Regions from separate parts of the Arachis hypogaea genome. Here region 1 is linked to region 2. Evidence: chromatin contacts called from public Hi-C data. All regions are on one chromosome and are shown on one strand. Each heading gives the region's core, a stretch centred on a gene start, on an enhancer-like site or on the middle of the called end of the contact. The rest is flanking DNA. Distances are from core to core; before and after follow the strand shown.

What was found. A called contact is a pair of places that touch in the nucleus more often than the background predicts.
Region 1: a Hi-C map of leaf shows a contact between it and region 2, with 2.2 times the contacts expected there. The contact joins the promoter of LOC112720586 here to the promoter of LOC112720584 in region 2. A contact is called at or near these places in 2 of 8 Hi-C or Micro-C datasets (both in leaf).

Annotation. Positions count from the first base shown.
Region 1 is chr11:28,030,720-28,035,291 of arahy.Tifrunner.gnm2.J5K5, forward strand. It overlaps LOC112720586 (probable xyloglucan endotransglucosylase/hydrolase protein 6), which reads left to right and starts at 2,552. Exons shown (of 4, transcript XM_025771570.3): 1 at 2,552-2,950; 2 at 3,515-3,615; 3 at 3,707-3,903. The coding sequence starts at 2,743.
Region 2 is chr11:27,849,282-27,854,082 of arahy.Tifrunner.gnm2.J5K5, forward strand. LOC112720584 (lysine-specific demethylase JMJ26) reads left to right here and starts at 2,055. Exons shown (of 13, transcript XM_025771569.3): 1 at 2,055-2,405; 2 at 3,239-3,792; 3 at 3,909-4,021; 4 at 4,115-4,214; 5 at 4,358-4,490; 6 at 4,568-4,622; 7 at 4,705-4,801. The coding sequence starts at 3,244. It overlaps LOC112720585 (a long non-coding RNA gene), which reads right to left. Exons shown (of 8, transcript XR_003162263.3): 6 at 1,182-1,558; 7 at 708-750; 8 at 95-400.

The DNA.
Region 1 (4,572 bases), core at 1,302-3,801, 180 kb after region 2:
GATATTCTTAATGTCTCTTTTCTCTTTTGGTATATATAAGTTATTTAATTTAAATTTCAGGTGAGCGATCATTCCCAATGTTAAAAACAAATTTTTTGAGAAATTTTGTTGATGTTTATCCTATTGGAAGGTAATTATCATGAGATTTAACTTATTGGTACTTTGTTATGTTGTTGTTTGTTGTTTAAGAAGAAATTAGTTTTGTGAATTATTGTTCATATTTTGACTATTTTATATTTTTTATTTATGTGGGACTGATTTTATCAGTTTAACCAGTAATTTATTGATTGAATCAGTAAACTAATAAACTAATAACTTAACTGATTTAATTACCAATTTAGTTCTTACAACTATGATTGAAGGTGCAGTTATGCACATTAAATAATTTGTACCCCGTCCACATTCATTCATTAATTAATAATGTCACTTTATTACACTCATTGCGTACAAATATAGGTACGTACGTGCAAAGACGCACACGCTCGGAAAGTGATCCTTTTTGGAAGAATAATGAAATACCCGTTGAAAGCATAAGTATATATAATAATGCAAATTATTGTCAGTTATATATTGTTTGCATATATAAAAATAAGCGTTAAAATAAGACTTTATGTGTTAAATAATATTACTCGAAAATTCAAAATCATTGAGACGGCGTAATACAAGTTTTACACCTCCTTTAAATATTTATAAGTATAAGACATCTTTTATCATATAATGAGATAATTTTTAGAATTGAGTTAGTACATTTAATTTTAATTATAATATGGTATAAAAATTTATCTAATTTAATTTTGTTAGGTTATTCACCAGTAAATATTTATGTTTGAAATAATCATTTCTAGTTACGAAGGCTGTACAAATCCGATCTAATATTTTTTAAATATAAAATTTCTAAAAAATTTATGAATATGAGACATTTTTTAATCTATGAGCTAACTTTTAGAATTGATTTAGACTCATTCAATCTCAACTTTTTTTTTTAAAAGATAGTAATTTTATTGCAGTAAAAGGAGTTCTATTACAATTATCACAATCAGGGATATAAATGCAATAAAACATAAATTAAGGTCACTTCCAAAAAATTAATAATAGCAAACTTAAGAGATTAGGTCTTCAGACAAAGGAGAAAGGAAAAGTCTTCTTTCATCTTCGTCTTCAATAGCTATGAAAACCTACTTGATTTAATCAAGCTCTTGATTTCTTTTTTCTCTGTGCTACCCACTATTATATTTCCAAGAGTGCAGTTTCTGATTTCTGGATATCAAAACTCAAGAATCAATTCAGTGCTGCTGATTTCTACTTCTTTTGAATTCTGCTGCGAGATTCATTGACTGGGCCAGAATTTTTTTTGGTTATTTTTCTGCTTCCTTCGAATACCAAGGAGTTCCTATCCAGTCAAATACTCCAAAGAAGGTAAGCTATTCCAGTCATGTTGAATCTGGCCTCACTTCCATTTTTCACTGCTGCGACAAACATCAATCCACCATTGCCAAGGTTGAAGAAGATTGTTCCTGGGAATTGCACTTGCCATTGGAGAGTTGTTCCATATTTCTACAATTTGTGGGCAAAAAACCAGCGTATGCAGGGCTAATTCCGGAGCGGCGGAGCAACGAGGACAACGCTGATCTGCTTGAAGTATGCGCTCATGAAGCTTTTCTTTCACCGGTAGGCCGTTGTGAATTAATTTTCAAATGAAAATTCTAATTTTTGGCTGACAGTTAGTTTTTCAGATGGCTTTCCAGATCCCCTTTTTTCTGAATCGTTCATGGAGTATCGCTGAAGTTGGATGGAAAAAGAGATATGCAATGTTGTAGCCAGATTTTGCAGAGTACTCACCGGAACTAGTATGTATCCAAATTAGTCTGTCTTTATCCTCTTCAATCTTTGTTTGGCATATTTTAAAATTGGTTTCACTACTGAAAATTACATTGATTTTGTCCAGGTCCCATTTTCCTGAGACATCCATCAATTGTTTAACCTATAGTAATTGTTGGTTGCCCAGCTCATTTGGTGGAATTCAAAAGGGAGGGTTCATCTCCAAATCAAGGATCTTTCCATATATTTACCATCCCTTGTTGAGAGACTATCCATTTTACACCCTTTTCGAGGATATTTCTTCCTTTCAAGAGACTCTGCCATATCCAAAAAGATGGTCTATTCTCTTTTTTTGCTTCAAGAAAGGAGGTTAGTTGTAGTATTTATTTTTAAAGATGTTGTAGAATAGAGAATGAGACTTGGTTAATAATCTCAACTTTAATAGAAAATATCCGTAGATTATATTATTTGAATGTTCTAATATTAGTTTAAAAGTAAGCTTTTAATTTTATTTTATATAAAGTAAAGATGTTATTTTTGTCAAAGACGACGAAAACAAAATTAAAATGAAAGAGACTATATTTTACAGGAAGAATAATCTCATTTACACCCCTTTTTTTTTTGTTAAAGTGTTGGGTAGGCCCTAGTGACGGCAAACCCTTAGCTGTATGGAAAGCTAAGCTACATGTTGTGACGCACTATATTCCGTTCCAATCTTTTCTCAAACTATTAGTACTAATGCTACTTCTCAATTAATTAATCATATTATTATTTTCCCCTTACACTTTTGTTCTCTTCTAAACCACCTGTATATAAATACCAACGACGATTCCCCTCATTCCATGCCACAGCCACAACAGCATCAAAAAGTTTTAATTTCTTTCTCATTCAACATACCATATATACTAATATTATCCATAATCTATGGCCACCTTTTATCCTCTCATTAGAAATGGTGGTGGTTCATTATTTCTAATACTGCTATCATGTGTTTTCCTAGTATCTTCTTTATTATGTGTTTTGGGACGACCAGCCACTTTTGAGCAAGACTTTAGAGCCACGTGGTCTGAGTCTCATATCAGGCATATTGATCAAGGCAGAACAATCCAACTCATGCTCGACCAAAGCTCCGGTACATAATTCATTTAATTAATTAAATTAACAAGTTAATAAAATTATTTTTTTAATTTAAATTAATAATATATATATATTTCAAATATATTCTTCACACAATTTTTTTTTTTTAGATTTACATAAATTTTTTACATAAATAATGTCAGATAATAACAAATTTTTTTCGATCAACATATGTCAATTTTTTAAAGTTATTTTATTTATCTTAAAATATAGACTATAAATCATAAATTTTTAAATTATAAATTATAAATTTAAATACTAAAATTAATTAACTAAAAATTAATTCTCTATATTTTTTATTTTATCTTATCCTAAATTTTTTTAGCCAACAACAATAAAATTTTAAATTTTTAAGTCATAACAATTTTAATAATATATCTAAAATTATTTTTTTAAAATAATTTAAACTGATTAAAAAATACATAAATAATTATATCTTTGCCAATTAATAATAATTCTCTTGTTTAGACGCACGAGTGATCAAAATATATGATGATTTGTGAATTTTGTGAACTACACAATAATTGTACGGCGTGTGCTATGTGATGGTTATTTTCAGGATGTGGGTTTGCTTCCAAGGTGAAGTACATGTTTGGGCGTGTTAGCATGAAGATCAAACTCGTCCCTGGAGACTCTGCTGGCACCGTCACCGCATTTTACGTTAGTACACCACAAAATCAGACACCATTATAATGTGTTCGTATAGCAGCCATATTCTTATATTATAGTTTGTGTATGCATGTGTGTGCAGATGAATTCTGATACAGATTCTGTTCGTGATGAGCTGGACTTCGAGTTCTTGGGGAACAGGAGTGGACAGCCATACACGGTTCAAACAAACGTATATGCTCATGGAAAGGGTAATAGAGAGCAAAGGGTCAACCTCTGGTTTGATCCTTCTGCTGATTTCCATACCTACACTATTCTCTGGAACCATAAACATATTGTGTAAGTAAATCAAATACACTCTAGTAGATATAATTATTTATATGCTGATAAAGACATAATTATTTTTTTAAAATATTATCGCATAATATAATATCAGAATTTTTATAATAAAAAGTTTAGAATTCAATCATGGTTAAATTTTAAAAGAAAAAGAATTTTAACATAAAAGATAAAATAAAAAAAATCTAAAGACATAAAAAATATTCACGTAAATTTAAAAAAGATTCTTATATAAAAAAATATGTTAGAAATATAATTATTTATGTATTTTTTTTATCATTTTAAGATTTTTTTAAAAAAATTATTTTATTACATGTTGTAACTTGAATAGGCATCTTAGTAGCTAAAACTCATTCTACATTTGTAAATAGAAATTAGGAATGCCAGGCATAGTTAATCAGTTAGAGATTATAACTAATCAGTTAAATAAGAGAAATCTCCAATTGAGCATTTTCACATCAACACTACTCTGAGTTCAATTCCCGTTTCTTTCTCTCACTCTTTCTCATCACATACTCTCACATCTTGTTTCACCATAGATAAAACTTGATTCCTCATCTTTAATCTCTTCGCCCTATGTTCTTTCCACACATGTATTTTTTTCTATTAACATTGTGTTTTCGAAAAGAATAATTTTATAATATAATTTTATAACTTTTATGACAGAGT
Region 2 (4,801 bases), core at 805-3,304:
CTAGCTATGGCATGAGGGTCGTGTAGTTATAATCATGTATGAATCTTTAACTAATCATTTTCAAATTGAAATGACAAAGAACACATGATGAATATATTCCTAAATATCTATGATCATAATAATAATTCTTAGCACAGGCTATTTAGATTATAATAGACAAGCATAAAGTTACAATTATTTATTCACACCAATAACTAAATTAATACACAAACATAATTGAGGATTACAGCAAATTTTTCAAATAATAACTAAAAAAGTAAAAATGTTGATCTCCATGCTATTCACTTTAAAGAGTAGCCCAGAAATCATTACTCTTCTTCTGAAACTCGTATTTCTGGTCATTGCACATCCCCAACAAAAGATCTATCACAACGGATGTACGAATATATTGCTCATTTATCTGCAAATATGGATAAATTAGTTAAATAATATGCTTAACATGTATATAATTAATCAATATGTCTTTAGAACTTATAATGCCCAACACCGTGGGATTAAAGTTCTCTCTCATAGACAACCATTGAAGAACCCAGAGACCAGAGTCGCGACTAAAAGTTCAGAGGTTTCATATAGGATAGTTCAAGCAATTTCTTCCCTAGTTACTATCGTGTCATCCACATTAATCATGGTCTGAAATTCAGAGGTTTCATATAGGATAGTTCAACAACAATAATCCTACAAGTGTGAGCTGCAAAAGGGGAACTCACTTTGGATCTTCAATACTTGCACAAAATGCATATGAATTTGTACCTAAAAGTCAAAGAAAGAAACTTCTCCATTTTAGGGTTTATTAAGTCAAACTGACATATCATGACCATTTAAAACCAGTAATGTGAGATTGTCACCTTAATCATTGCATTATAGTAACATGATTTTTTCATTTGGTTAGATTTGGATAATGGTGGCAAGAAAAATGTATTTAGGGGAAAGAAATCTTGTTTCATGGCTAGATTTATTCTATTAGCTTGTAGTTGGTCTCATATGAATGTCTTTTCATTAATTGTGTGTGGCACACCATTAATTTTAGACTTCTAAACATATAAATATTATGAAACCAAATAGTCACAGCTATAAATCTGTTGATGAATAAGGTTCAAAAATTAAAGAAATTACAATAAAATAATTTTTTTTGCTATTCTAAAATATGAAAATAAAAACGTTATAAGGAAAAAAATGGATACCTTATTTGGGGAAGTGAGGAACCACTCTGATGGTTTGAGAAATGGCTAGAAGTCTTGGGTCTCCTTTGAAGCCATAATTTTCTGCGAAGATTTTCTTTTCTTTTGTTTCTTCTTTTTTGATTTTCTGTCTCAAATGTGAAGTATGTGTCTCTGTGTATGTATGTGTGGCAATTTCGATGAAAAAGATTTCCTCCTCGAAGAACACCACATGACGAGAAGAACACAAATTTTAGAGGCGGGGTGGGCAAGGGTGCGAAATAGTCTCGATCCCGGCTCGGACAATTGCATGCATTCATGTATAGTCTCGATACAGACCCTACCAGTTGCTGCTAGCGCCGGTTTTCATTGCGGTGGTGAAGAAGAAGAAGAGACTCCATCTGCAAAACAAATAATAAGAAGGAGGAGGAAATTATTTATAAAAATATTAAATATTAGAGAGCATTTAATAAAATTAAACATATAAATTTGTATTTAATCCATATCGTTAGATATAATAATAAAATGATCTAACAGTTTAAATTAAAAGTCAGACTAAAGGACTAACATTAGTCCCAAAGATAATTGGACGAACAAATCAGCCACCTATATTTCAGTGTCTATAGTTATGTCTAAGATATAACTAAACACTGTCTAAAAGAGACATAATAAGAAGTTAGAAGTTGAAGATTGAAGATGATTAACAGTAAAACTAATTTTAGAATTTAATATATTTTTAAACAGAATCAACTAAAATTTAATTATTAGATATTTTTATTGAATATAATTTATCTTTTATATAAAAAAATTCATTTAATTCTTCATCAATTTTTTCAGCACCTAATCTTTCAGGATCCAAAATAGCTATTTTTAATCTGTCTGGTTGGGATTATTGCCAAAACAAAAAGCCCTAATCTGAGTGTGAGTGAGTGTGAGTGAACGAATGTTTGCATTGGTTTACCTGTACGGCATTATAAGGGGGATCACATCGTTATCGTAAAACAAAAAAAAAAAACAAACACTTGCTGCACTTGTTTTTTTTTCAGCCAAGCGGTGGATGACTTCCCCTTAAATCTCTCTCTCTAGCTCTCTGCAATCAATCAATCAATTATTTGATTAATTAATATTTCCATCCGTATCTCTCTCTTTACTCATCATATCAAACGCCATTAATACTGCTCTGTTCTATTCTACAATCTCGAACGATTTCATCGGCTCAACCGCTCTTTACATGCTTTTCTTGATTAGGTACCTTACCTTCCTTTCTCAATTTGTTTTCTTTTGTTTTTTTTATCTTTTTTGTTTTATTTATTTTTCGTTTTACCGGCGGCGTGAATCATTCAAGACGCATGCAAAAACTGTTTTGGAGACGTTGTTGATTTCGAGTTCGATGGTTTCTTTGTTGCATAATTACTGATCACTAAAGCAATGCAATTCGAAATTCTAGATTTTTTTTCTCCCTGTTTTGTTTATGTGTTATGGGCAAAGTCGCGTTCTTGGTTGAAAGGATTTTATTGGGTTGACTTCACTCTCTAGTCAACTCAGTTGTATCTCTTTGCCTGAAGGAACTGTATATTGAAATTCATCAATTGTTCTTGTACCTGTTAATTTCTTGATGAATTTCACAATAGGATGGATTTACCGTATTTAATAAACATGAACAAAAAAAATAAAAAAAAAAAGAAAAAGAAAAAGAAAAAAGAGGAGTCCTTTTCCGCAAATAATTTGGATAAATAACTCATAATTCACCTCTTGATGGTAATTAATTAGTCTTTTATACCAGCACATTTGCTAATTTTCTATACATTGTTATGCATTTAGCCACTGAAACGTAGTTGTAATTGTTCACATTGTTTCCCCCAAAATAGTTGTGTTCATGAATAATGATTGAGGTTCTGATGGTAAGTAATTGGTCTGCTATACCAACATATTGTTAATTTGCTATGCATTGTTATGCCTTCAGCCAAATTGTTCACATGATGTGAATACACCCCATTAACGTGGGTGAATGAGTGACAATCTAGGGTAGAACATTTGAATAGTTGTAATTATCTGAGATTGATTTTTGGTCTATTCTGCAGCAAGAATGGAGGTAGCTGTTCCTAGACAACAACAGTCAAATCAACAGACTGAGGATAATCTACAGTACTCAAGATACTCAAGAACTTTCCGGAATTCAAAGAGAAAGGCCGAGGAGAATATTGTTAACGGGAGTGATGAGGAGCCAGAGCCAGAAGAGGGAGTAAAAACTATGGGAACTCTGGAGAGGAGTTCTTTGGTAGGAATGGAGGTTCCATTTGTGAAACAAGAACAATCAAATAAGCTTATTGGCAAAAGTGCACACAAAACCTCAAAATATTCTAGAACTTCTGGTGTTTTGAAGAAAAGAAAGGTTCAAGAAAATCACAAGCATGATTTTACGGAACCAAAGTCAGAAGGGAAAAAAGACCTTCTGTTCAGTTCAAACAGGACTACCAGGAAGGTAGATGAACCAAAGAAATTCAACACCTCAAATAAGAATGACCAATATGAAGATGGTCTCTTGATTGACGATTTGGATGATGATGATGAAATGCTTTTCCTTCTAAAGACAAAGTACACAAGAAGGGCTAGAAGAATGGATGATAATACTACGGTAGCTATCATTTATAATAAATTTCCAATGCTGGGAAACTTGATCTTTTAGGACCATGTACTCAGGGCTAATAATTATATCATACTTCAAGGGTACCTAACTAATTTTGTTTTCAGGTTGTTGAACAGAATCCCCGGAAATGTCATCAATGCTTGAAGAAGGAGAGAACAACATTTGTGCCTTGTTCTAAATGTAGGAAAATGTACTGTCTGCGGTGCATCAACCAGTGGTACGGCAGCTTATGTTTAACTATGCAATTTAAACCATGCAGTTTGTGGCATACCCTTACAATATTGGTGTGGTTTTCATTTTTAAATGCAAGGTACCCTGATATGTCAGTAGAAGAAATTGCTGAAAGTTGCCCATGTTGCCGCAATAATTGCAATTGCAATGTTTGTTTGTGTTCAAGAGGAACAATTAAGGTTCAGATTACTACGATCTAATATCCTGTGAATTATATTAATTCTGAAATCAAATTCTATAATGGGAAAAAATGCCTCAAATCACGAGTATATATTAACCCTTTTTCATCTTTTCTTTTCTGTTTTTGAATATTCACTTTCAGACATCTACCAAGGACATAACTGACACCGAAAGGGTTCAGCATCTACATTATACGATTAGCTTACTTGTTCCTTTTCTGAAACAAATTCGTCATGAACAGAGTCAAGAGGAAGAGATTGAAGCTAAAATACAAGGTATTAATCTTCTTCTTTTGGTTTTTGGTCATTACATTGAAGAATTGTCAACAATAAAACATCTTTCATGAACTCAGGGTGTGATATTGAGATACCGCAGAGTCTTTGTGGCGACAATGAACGTGTCTATTGGTAAGTTTCCTTCAGCTTATACTAGCGAGGCTTCTTTCCATGTTCTATAAGATCTTTAATTCATTCTTGGGTTGTGGAACAGTGATCATTGTGCCACTTCAATTGTTGACCTTCATCGAAACTGCCCCAATTGTTCCTTTGAACTTTGCCTAAGTTGTTGCCAAGAAATTCGCAATCGA